Linked DNA regions of Zea mays: region 2 is linked to region 1. A link is a contact called in public Hi-C data. All regions are on one chromosome and are shown on one strand. The core of a region is the stretch at or near the end of the contact, and the rest is flanking DNA. Distances in the headings are between cores, read along the strand shown.

Region 1 (5,047 bases), core at 1,055-3,554:
GAGGAGGAGAGCTGCGAGAGAGGGAGAGATAGGAGAGTGGCTGAGGCTAGCAGCGCGAAGGGCTCCGGTAGAAGTGCGGCGGCGGCGCAGGGGAGAGGGAGAGAGGACAGCTGCGCTGGCAGCTGAGAGTGGAGAGCGGCTGAGGCTGGCGGTAGGTTTATCATAAAACTAGTGTGTTGGGCTGGACAGCTGGTTGTGGGCTTTTTTCTTTTTCTGTTTTCCTATTTCTCTCTTCTACTATGTCGAAATGGGCCTAATAGACTTTACAATTGTGCTAGATTGCTTATTAACTTTGAATTATTGATATATATAATATTTGGTCTATTTTTTATTTATATTTATATCTATATAAATGAGGTGTTGCCTCACCTTACACTTTACCCGATGAAAGGTAAAAGGGGGTCGGTCGCCTTACCGCCTTAATAACTATGGTTGAGATGGTTTGGTCATGTCCAACAGAGACCCTCTAGAAGCGCCAGTACGTAGTGGGATCCTAAGGCACGAAGCAACGAGAAGAGAGGAAGAGGAAAACCAAAGTTGACATGGAAAGAGGCAATGAAAAGAGACTTGAGATGATAGGATATACCCATCCATGTGCCCGAACCTTGACTTGTGGGTTCTATTGGATTTTTAACTCTAGCATACCCAGCTTGCTTGGGATAAAAAGCTTTGATGTTCTTCTTGTTGTTGATTATGACCAAGAAAAACTAGCCAGGTCTCCAACTATTTAAAGCTCCAAACATTATAGAAACAGCAATAGCTATCTTTTTGAGGAATTAAGACATAACTCACAGAATATGGTGATTTAGTACAACTTACCCAGAGTAATAGTCCTTTGGAATGTAAACATCCCGAACAGGGCCAAACCTTTCAAAAGGAACTCGAAGATCCTCCGCTCTTACAAAGTTTGAGAAGAAAATTAAAGTCAACTACTCAAGTATCATAGGAGTATTCGGTTCTTTATTTAAAACAGTATGTCATAAAATGAAGATCAATTTATTCTTTTAAAGATGGAAGGAAAAAGTACACTGTTTTGCATGCACAGTTTCTGTACCTGACACTTAATGGGATGTTGCGGACCAAAAGGCTTCCACTACCCTCCTTGCGTCCTCCATATCCCCTCCTGGGAGGAGGGGGGCTTCTTCCTCTGCCACCATATCCCCTCCTGGGGGGGCTGCGATAAGGGGGGCTGTACCTCCTCATAGTTTTTCCTGTAATTGCACCGAAACATAACAGACCATGTTAATAAAAATACAGGCTCGGTAAATCAGACTTATGAGTGGTGTATTGTCGTACATTACAATTCAGCCTGCGTATAGCTTACAGGCTAGAACATACAAATACAAAATCATTCATGGGCACTGAAGTCATGTATAACAAAACAAAAATGAGTGTTCATCGCCATTTGATGCACAGTTCATCAGATGCTTGAAAATGACAAACAACTTAAAAATTCACCGGTGACATGGCATAGAATAGATCATGCTAATCTTAAACCACAGGATGAGGCAAAGTATTACAATGGAAACTGCATTAACATGTATGTTCACTGTTTCTTTCTGACTAACTAAACCAAAATAGACAAAGCAGAGGTATGGTCTTTCCAGTCCAGTTATTAAATTGCAGTTCCAAATAAGAATCGGCAAACGGTCTAATTTAAACCTAGAGTAAAACAAAATGAGGAGCGCTACAGATCAAAAGCATAACCCGGCAAATCCTCAGACGACCCGCTAAGATAAAGCACAATCACCTCACAACACAACTTAGCCGTTAGCGAAAGCATTGGCGTTGGTGCACCTACAAGTCTCAGCTTGGACAATAACCCAAACAAGTCTAACAAGTCGTCGCAAAAGGCAATCGAGATCTAAAATTCCCAGTGGAGAAAAATCACCCCTCGTAATCCCGCAACTAGTAAACAGCTCCTCGCTAGTTGAGGAATACTAGTTGTAACTACTCCCGTGCAGATCTAAACCGTAATGACGGATCTATCGGTGCGTTGCACAGCTAGGGTTTGCGGCGAAAGGTCTCCACAAGAGCGCGCCCACTTATGGACAGCCGTGGTGCACTGAGAGAGAAACGAAGGGAGTGAGAGATAGGGAGTTACCTGGTGCGCACGGTGATGGCCGGAGAACCGCACCCGCCGCCGCCGGGGAGAGACCTGGAGAAGGGGGTGGGCTGTGGCCTGTGGGCGGGTGGGTGGGGTGCGGCGGTTCGCGATGCCAGACGAGGAAGAGGAAGGCGTGGAGCGCAACGCTCGCGCCGTACGATCGAGGGCCGAGGGAGGGAGCGATACGTGATGGGTGATGGGCCGTGCCGTGCGCCCGTGCCTTGATAAGAGAGTATATAGGCGCTCCGGCCTTTGCCCGGCATCGCGCCGGTGGGCCGGCGCTGGCCTGTCTAGGAATTTAACTACGAGATCCAATTATTCCTTTGACTATTGTCCGTTTCTGAATTTGCTTCTTTACACCTCTTCCAACTAGCAAACCTAGGCTATGTTTGTTCCACTTTTTTTGAGCTTCTAGCCATTAGAACCTGCTAGACTGCAAATGCTCGGTTTTTCCGTCCACTTCTATAAAAAAACATTTTAGTAAAAACTGTCCAAAATCTGCGATAGTAGCGAACCATCACTTTCTACATCCTAAACTCCATAGACTCTTTTATCTTCCCCCGCACGTACGATACTCAGATTCTCTCCATAGCCAGCCTCAGAAAAAAAGTTGAACCAAACATGCCCCTAATGCAAACTAGTATTAAGTGTCCTACGTTTGTATATAGAGTAAAGAGCATTTTTGGTCCCTTGACTTGAGCGGGTGTGTTAATACGGTTCGTAAACTTTTAAAGTGTGTATATTAAAGATCTAATCTCGATTTGGATATGTTGCCACCCGAAACCCACAGTTGAGAGACAACAGGCAACACGAGGAGCCGGGAGGCTTTTCAGGACGGCTAGCGGGCCCCGGTCCCTCGATCAGCGGCTCGGATCTTGGCGTACGGCCTGGCTTTGAGGTTCTCCTAGCGTGCCACCTGACCTATACCCGATCAGGAGGGTGTCGATGTGCTCCGAGTTGGTTTCTTGCATACACAAACACATGCAAACGTTAGTTTGAGCCATGTTTGGCTCCCCGAGTCATATTGGTTGTAAGAAGTCGATCGTCTCCCCAGGCTCGCATCAGATCCACACGCTAGCGAGCATGGAGTCGATGGCTCTTGAGACCTCGCTCTGCTTGCACCAGGTACACCCAAACCACTATGGTTAAAGTTTCATTGCACAGTCGGAAAATCCTGCACATAGCTGGGCCTAGCAAGAGTGACAGACATCCAAGTGTCGACCGGATGAGAGGCCTAAAAACCAGCGTAAGCCGATTTCCGAAACAATCCCTACCCGAGCCAACACGAAGTATCCAGCATGTTACCAGAACATCCAACCCGTATGCAAGGCCTAACTATGTAGATATTAAATAGATCCTTGATGGATCAAAGACTAACCATAACAGATCAGATCCACTAGATGAAACAAAGTGAGGCGCCGCCCTTACACTTGAGAATTCGTGTTGGGGCGGCTAAACGTTTCTGTTCGGCAGACAACACATAAATATGACAAATCTGCCGACATTTTCTTGTAAATACTACGATAACTAGTGCTTCTCACCATAAAAACGCTTCAGTATGAGAGAACACAAAGATTTTAACGAACAAGAACGACGTCGCCCTGATCACGAGACGCGATCAACGAACAAGAACGATGTCGCCCTGATCACGAGACACAATCAGGGTGGCATGGCTCTTACCCATAGAAAACTGTCACACCCGGTTTCGGAAGGCAAACCGAATGCGAACCATGTACGTGCCAGGATCAGAAACTCACGTACACAGCGATTACATAATTGGACATCATCACACAATGCTCGAATTAAATAACGGAAAGGTACTTAATTACATCAAGGTGTCCAAGACATCCACAGTGTCTATTACATAACAATTGTTCAACATAACTATCAAAGTGTGGAAATACGGAACGTAGATGCTAAGCCTACACAGGCAGCTGACTAGGGGTTTGCCACTAAGGAAGAACTAGAACTCGTCATATTCCTGGAACTCCTCGAAGTCATCCATGTTGCCAGCATCACCTATTGAGCATTAGGTACACCAGGGACAACCTGGGTGGGGGTGGTGTGTAAAGCAAGGGTGAGTACACATCAACGTACTCAGCAAATGTCCCGTTTGGCTAAAGTGGACTAGCTGTATATGGAGTTGAGGTTAAGCAGTTGCTTTTAGTTGGTCAAACATTTATTATTAGTAGTAGAGCCAAGTTTTAGTAATAAACTCAGTTATTACCCAGAAGTACCTCCTCAAAAGAGGAAATACCAGAGATCAGATTTTATAACATCATTATTGACCATCATCATAAAAGTATCCAAAGTTCTTCTAATCAAAGAGGATCCCAAGGCTGCTCTTAACCGTGAGCTCGGCTGATATACCAGTTTTTAACACTCTGCATAGGTTGTACACTTTACTCGTGATCCCTTTCCAGCCTGGGTTGTACAGACCCGATCTTCACTACCAAGGTGAATGGCTAGGGATACACTACGTAGCCTTTACAAAGACTCCCCTGGTGCATAGTTGCTCGTTAGGTTTCGCCAGTCATACAAACGCAGTACACCTCCCCAAGGTGGGTGACTAACAAACCAAATCGAAAGAACCTCTGCACCCCAACCTTGGCAGAGCGAGCACTACGCCCCGACCCCCATTGACGGCCCTCCGGCAAAGCCAACTACAACCCCAGGTTTATCTAATTAATCAACTAAGGGCGTCCCATTCCACCCTCATGGTTGTACTGTTATCTCGGGTGGTCACTCCACGAATAGTTCCTTACGGAGAGGTACTCAGAAAAAAGGCCTGAGCCCCCTAAGGTATCACAAGATCATCCACATAATCTGGATAACAGTATCGTATCATAAATGATCACATCATGTTAATTGATTAAGTTAAGGCAATAGCAACATGCTAACCATGATAACCCAAAAAGGTAAACAAGGATAAGTGAATAC
Region 2 (5,047 bases), core at 1,882-4,381, 230 kb before region 1:
AGGCACGACTTGGCGTCGCGGTCGAGGGCCACGTTCATGCGCTGCGACACCAGGTGCCACTCGCGGGGGCCGTACTGCCGGACGTAGGCGCGCAGGACGGCGTCTTCCTCAGGCCGCCAGCGCTGTCGCTCCTTCATCTGCAAAGGCCATCGCCCATCCCTCACCACCACACCTCATAATGCGCGCTGCTTGCATTGCATTGGATTGCATCCACGGTCCCATGTATATATGTGTCCGACCATGCGAAGCCAAAACAAAGACCAAATCTTTAATTAGCTCTTTAGCTCATGAGGATTGAAAAAAAGAAATAACAAGAACAAAAAAAAGTATATGCTAATAACTACTGCAAAGACCACGGATATGTCTCAGTCAGCATCTTGCTACGTGAAGGACAGTGATTAGCATGCCGGACGGGGAACAAAAGCAACCACGTCAGTGGTGGTTAGCCAGCAAAGCTTGCTAGCTAGCTAGTCGCTGCAGCGCTGCTGCAGAGTGCAGAGGCCGCCAATGCACGCTCGAGAAACAGCTCAAAGGCTGAGTGAGCTGTGAGCTCACCAGCAGTGGACGTACACAACACTGTTCTGACCCTGACATGTGTTTGAAATAATAAACGGTGGGATAGAGACGTGCAGTTGTTAGGCCACAATTTACTCAGGTGACAGGATGATCTGCAGCTGGCTCCAGGCAACATTTACACTGCCGTGCATGACCTACTCCAGTATGAGCAGAAGAAAAGGAGTTAATTCCTCCAGTTCCTTACTTGACCAGTTAATACTACGACAGAGCAGTGAGTAACCACCCGAGTTTAACCCACACAGTAGATTTCACTGTAAAAAATGTACTAGCCTCTGTATTGTCCATCAACCTTCAGTCCAAGGTCAATCCGGACCAAGCGGCATGGATTCATGGCGACGCCGCTATCAATCAGCATCCACCCACACCCCCACACATACACATGGAGACAAAGGTGTGGGCACTACGAGCGAGCACGCGCGCGCTGGTTTCTCGCGCGCTTGTCTTGTTGCTGGAGCCAGCCAGGTCGCCGTCGGCCATTAACGTGGCGCATGAACCAGGACGAAGCTAAAATCTGCCAGGTTTAAATGCCCGACCTAATACTCCTCTCTACCCCAGCGAAAAGCTAGAAACCAAGGCGAGGGAATGTGAGGCAAAACTCTGAGTCAATGCGACCTTGATGACGCGCGGGACCAAGCCCTAATAATCCGCGCTCCGGCGCCTTGCTAACGCCGGGTTAGAGACGGCGGTGCTACTCCCCCATGCGTCCCGTCGCCGAGGTTGTGGATGGTTGAAAAAAAGAGCGGCGGGGAAGGTGAGTGATTTGGCTCCTGTACTGTACTGTATGTAAAAAAAAGGAGGGCGGTGCTGTGAAGGAGACAAGACCAGATTTTGACAGAGAAAGAGAGAGAGAGGGGGGGGGGGGGGGGGGGGGGGGGTAGTGATGCCCTACACACAATCATGAGATGGCCAAGTGGTGTTGTTGAGGATTGGTTGGTTCTACGAAATCTACGTCTAATCAAAGCATGGTGAAACCATGATGAGGAAACATAGCCCCAACAATGCGGACAGCAACGTGTCGACGCCAGATCAGTGTGGTGGTACCCTACGACATATATGTAGTACAAGGGTAGGATGGGACTTGTTGGATCTGCGTAGGGCTTGCTTGGAGTGGACTGCTGGATGTGAACTTTACAGTATCATATAGGAATAGGAGTAGCGATTCTCTTCTCTTTTTCCCCCCCCCCAAAGGTTTCTTCATCATTTTCGCATGCTGCAGATCCTTGCTCGATCTTAATTGGTTAATACTCCAAAGGGCATCCAGGGGAGATGAGATCAAGCTGGACAATGGTGGGTGAAGAAAACATGGCGTTGACGACCGGGAAGATTTCTGAAGAACCATGGCACCAAACTAACTAGTAACTATTCTGACAGACCAAAACGAGTTCAGGACCGCCGCCGCACACCTGAAGCCGAACGAGAAGAATTCACGTACGAGGCAGACGACCGACGGTTCTCGCCGACGAACAGGAGGAAATAAATAGGGGGGCCGCAGGACATGAACTAAATAGCCAAATTTTTGGGAACGAAATCGACGACACAATCTCCTGCTGCTCGCCTTTCAAAAAAAGAAATTCTCCTGCTCACGCGCACATACCACGAAATAAAGAACGAGAGAGAAAAATAGAAGAAAAAAAACCGGGGACACATCACATTCAGCGGCTGCACCCGCGCGCTTCCTCTGGTAAAATAAAAGACCCGGAAACTGAGGAACAATCCTTGTCACAAATCAACATCTCTACCACAGTACTGCTACTGCTACTATGTAGGAGGTGCCGTAAAAAACAACCCGAATGCAAGAAGACATGCTAAACCAGATCAGACTGCCACTACTGCTACTCCTCCCCAATAATCCACACAACCAGAGACGAACGAACGAGTGAACTAATACGTGCGCGTTGATAGTAAAGCTAGGAAACGAAGAACTTACAGAGGCACGGCCTACACCATCCTGGCAGAGACCTTGGCGTCCCTCGGCTGAGAGGCAAGGCAGCAGGAGCGGGAGAGGGGAGGGGGGAGGAAGGACGGACGGAAGGAGCGGGAGCACAAATAATTGTGTGAGGTTGAAGACGACGAGCGAGCGAGGGGACCTGGCGAGCAGTAGCAGTAGGAGGAGAAGGGAGGGAGGGAGGGAGGGATAGGGAGGTGTGAGCTGAAAGATTCCTTTCCACGGCCTCTCTCACAGCCCGTGAGCGAGCGAGCGAGCTTGTGTGTATGTGTTTGTATGTATAGGAGGAGAGAGCACCAGCGGCGGAGGGAGGGAGGTGTGGGGGACAAGGCGCAGCGAGAAATTAGGGCACGCGGAAAGGAAAAGACGGGGGCGCGGGCGGGAGGAAAAGGGATGCCCGGAAAGGGGGCGCGCGTGTATATATAGACAGGGACACAGGGTCAGGGTCTCAGCGAGCCGGAGCGGTAGAGAGCGCGAGTGAGAGCGAGCTACTCGAAGCTGTAGAGCTACTAGGATGGAGTGGAGCAGGGGGGCGCAGCGCAGGTGAAGCACGGGCAACAGCGGCACGCAGCATGGCAATGGCAATGGCAATGGCATGAGCACAGGCACCCCCACACGAGACGAGAGACGGGACACGGCCACGCCTACACATGCAGCTCCAGCTGCAGCATGCACATGGAGGTGGAGGAGCGTGCTGGCTGGCGCAGTGGCAGCAGTATACAGTACGTGGTTGTGGGGGTGGGCCGGGGGTGCTTTCTCTGCTGCGAGCTGACTTCGCAGTACTGGCTTGCCCGGCCCTGGCCCTGGGCTGAGCACGCAGAGGCAGCGGGGGATGGAAGGAGAGAGAAGTTAAAGAAAAGAGAGAGAGAAGAGAAGAGAAGAGGCGAGACTGTTGGAGAGTTGATTGATGGGACGAGCGAGCGACATGGACGGACATGGCTCCGGCCTCTCTGGCGTGCGCGCGTGGGTGGGTGGATACGCGCCCCGAATCAAATTTTACGCAAAAAAATCAGATTCAAAGAAATAAACTCATTCCAGTCCTATACAATCTATCCGTTTGGGTTGAATTTGCAGCTTCTACTACTCCTTCAATGTTAATAGCTGGCTTTAATCGCTCCTTCAATATTAGTAGTAGTAGAGTGACGATCGATGGGATGGGGTGGGAAATGAAATGGCAGCATCTCTGGGGGGCTGGCCGGCGCGCGGGCGGGCGGTGGGAAAAGGCGCCGTACGTCGTCGGCGTCGCGTCTTGTCGTGGCAGCGAGCACAGCGCGCGTGGAAAGCGACGAAAAAGATGGGGAGCGAGCGTGGAGGAGGGCTTCCACGAGTCAAATCACGGCAGCATGGCCCCCGCGCCGCGCGGATTAGAGATCGCTTTTTTTTCCTTCTTCTTTTTTACTACTACTGCTCCTACTCAACAGGCACGCCTGAGTGAGTGCCCATGACGAGTAGCTAGCCTGTTCTGTGGCCAACAGTTACACAGGTCAAACTAGTATAATAACTGTGTGTGGTTATATCAGCTACTATTAGCATAATAATTAGATAAAAATAAATAACATATAGTATTGTTATTGATCTTAATATCTTACGATTTTTTTGTCAGCAATCAATACATTTTTACTTCTAAATTTTATATCAGCTATTCAGACTCTCCATCTCACTATTTATTTAATGTTGGGTGATTTTTCTTATCGGACTCTTCACACTACTTTGGGTACATGACATTCTTCAACATCATGGATGTAAGTCGTCCATATTGACACAACTGATTGACAAGAACAAGTTTTTGGCAGGACCAGGTTTTGGGCAAACATAAGGAAGTATTAAAAAGACCAAAGCGCTTAGGAACTTACTAATGTTTCTCTTCATCAGCCGAGTTTCTGGCCTTGGTGGCTAAGTACAACCGAGCAACCAATCCTCTATTAACGGATCTCTCATTGTCTATAGCCTTCTCAGACACAGACAAGAATTGCTTTTGAGCTCAGTGATCTTTGCTTATTCGACCAGGGCTGAGTCCTAGGTTTGGGCAAGAGAATCTAGCCTCTCGGTCAAGTCTTTGACTACCTCAAGTTTCTTACCTTGGGTCTTGAAAGCCGAATTTTTTGTATTTTAGCCCCTAAACCGAAGTAAATTTACGTTTAGACCTAAAAAAATTTTAAATGCAGTTTTGGACCCTTTGCTCGGCGCCATAGGCCGTGGCGCCGAGCTAACACAGCTCGGCGCCACAGCCTATGGCGCCGAGCTGTGACGTGGCCGCAACGGCTAGTTGCGTCCAGGGCTTACCTGGCTCTGACGTGGCGGCGGCGCGGCCTCGTAGCTCGGCGCCACAGATCTTGGCGCCGAGCTACGAATGCCTATAAAAACGCCCGCGCGGCTGGCCGAGAGCAGCTCATTTCATCCCATTTCCAAACTTCGTCAAAAATTGTTGGATTCAAATATTTGAGTTGGTTCACTTCGTAGGCCAAGGTATGATTTCCAACTGATTCGTTTTGTATATTGGGTTGTTAGTTAAATAATTTGTATACA

Evidence for each region. Hi-C and Micro-C count contacts between places; a contact is called where the count stands out from the background.
Region 2: a Hi-C map of leaf shows a contact between it and region 1, with 9 times the contacts expected there. The contact joins the promoter of LOC542488 here to the promoter of LOC100283836 in region 1. A contact is called at or near these places in 15 of 25 Hi-C or Micro-C datasets (bundle sheath, ear, endosperm and 5 more) and 2 of 3 datasets of contacts at active chromatin or transcription factors (leaf and seedling).

Annotation. Positions count from the first base shown.
Region 1 is chr1:158,902,258-158,907,304 of Zm-B73-REFERENCE-NAM-5.0, forward strand. LOC100283836 reads right to left here and starts at 2,305. Exons shown (of 8, transcript NM_001156734.1): 1 at 2,105-2,305; 2 at 1,055-1,211; 3 at 820-897. The coding sequence starts at 1,203.
Region 2 is chr1:158,673,668-158,678,714 of Zm-B73-REFERENCE-NAM-5.0, forward strand. It overlaps LOC542488 (rough sheath 2), which reads right to left and starts at 3,132. Exons shown (of 2, transcript NM_001112039.2): 1 at 2,504-3,132; 2 at 1-185. The coding sequence starts at 137.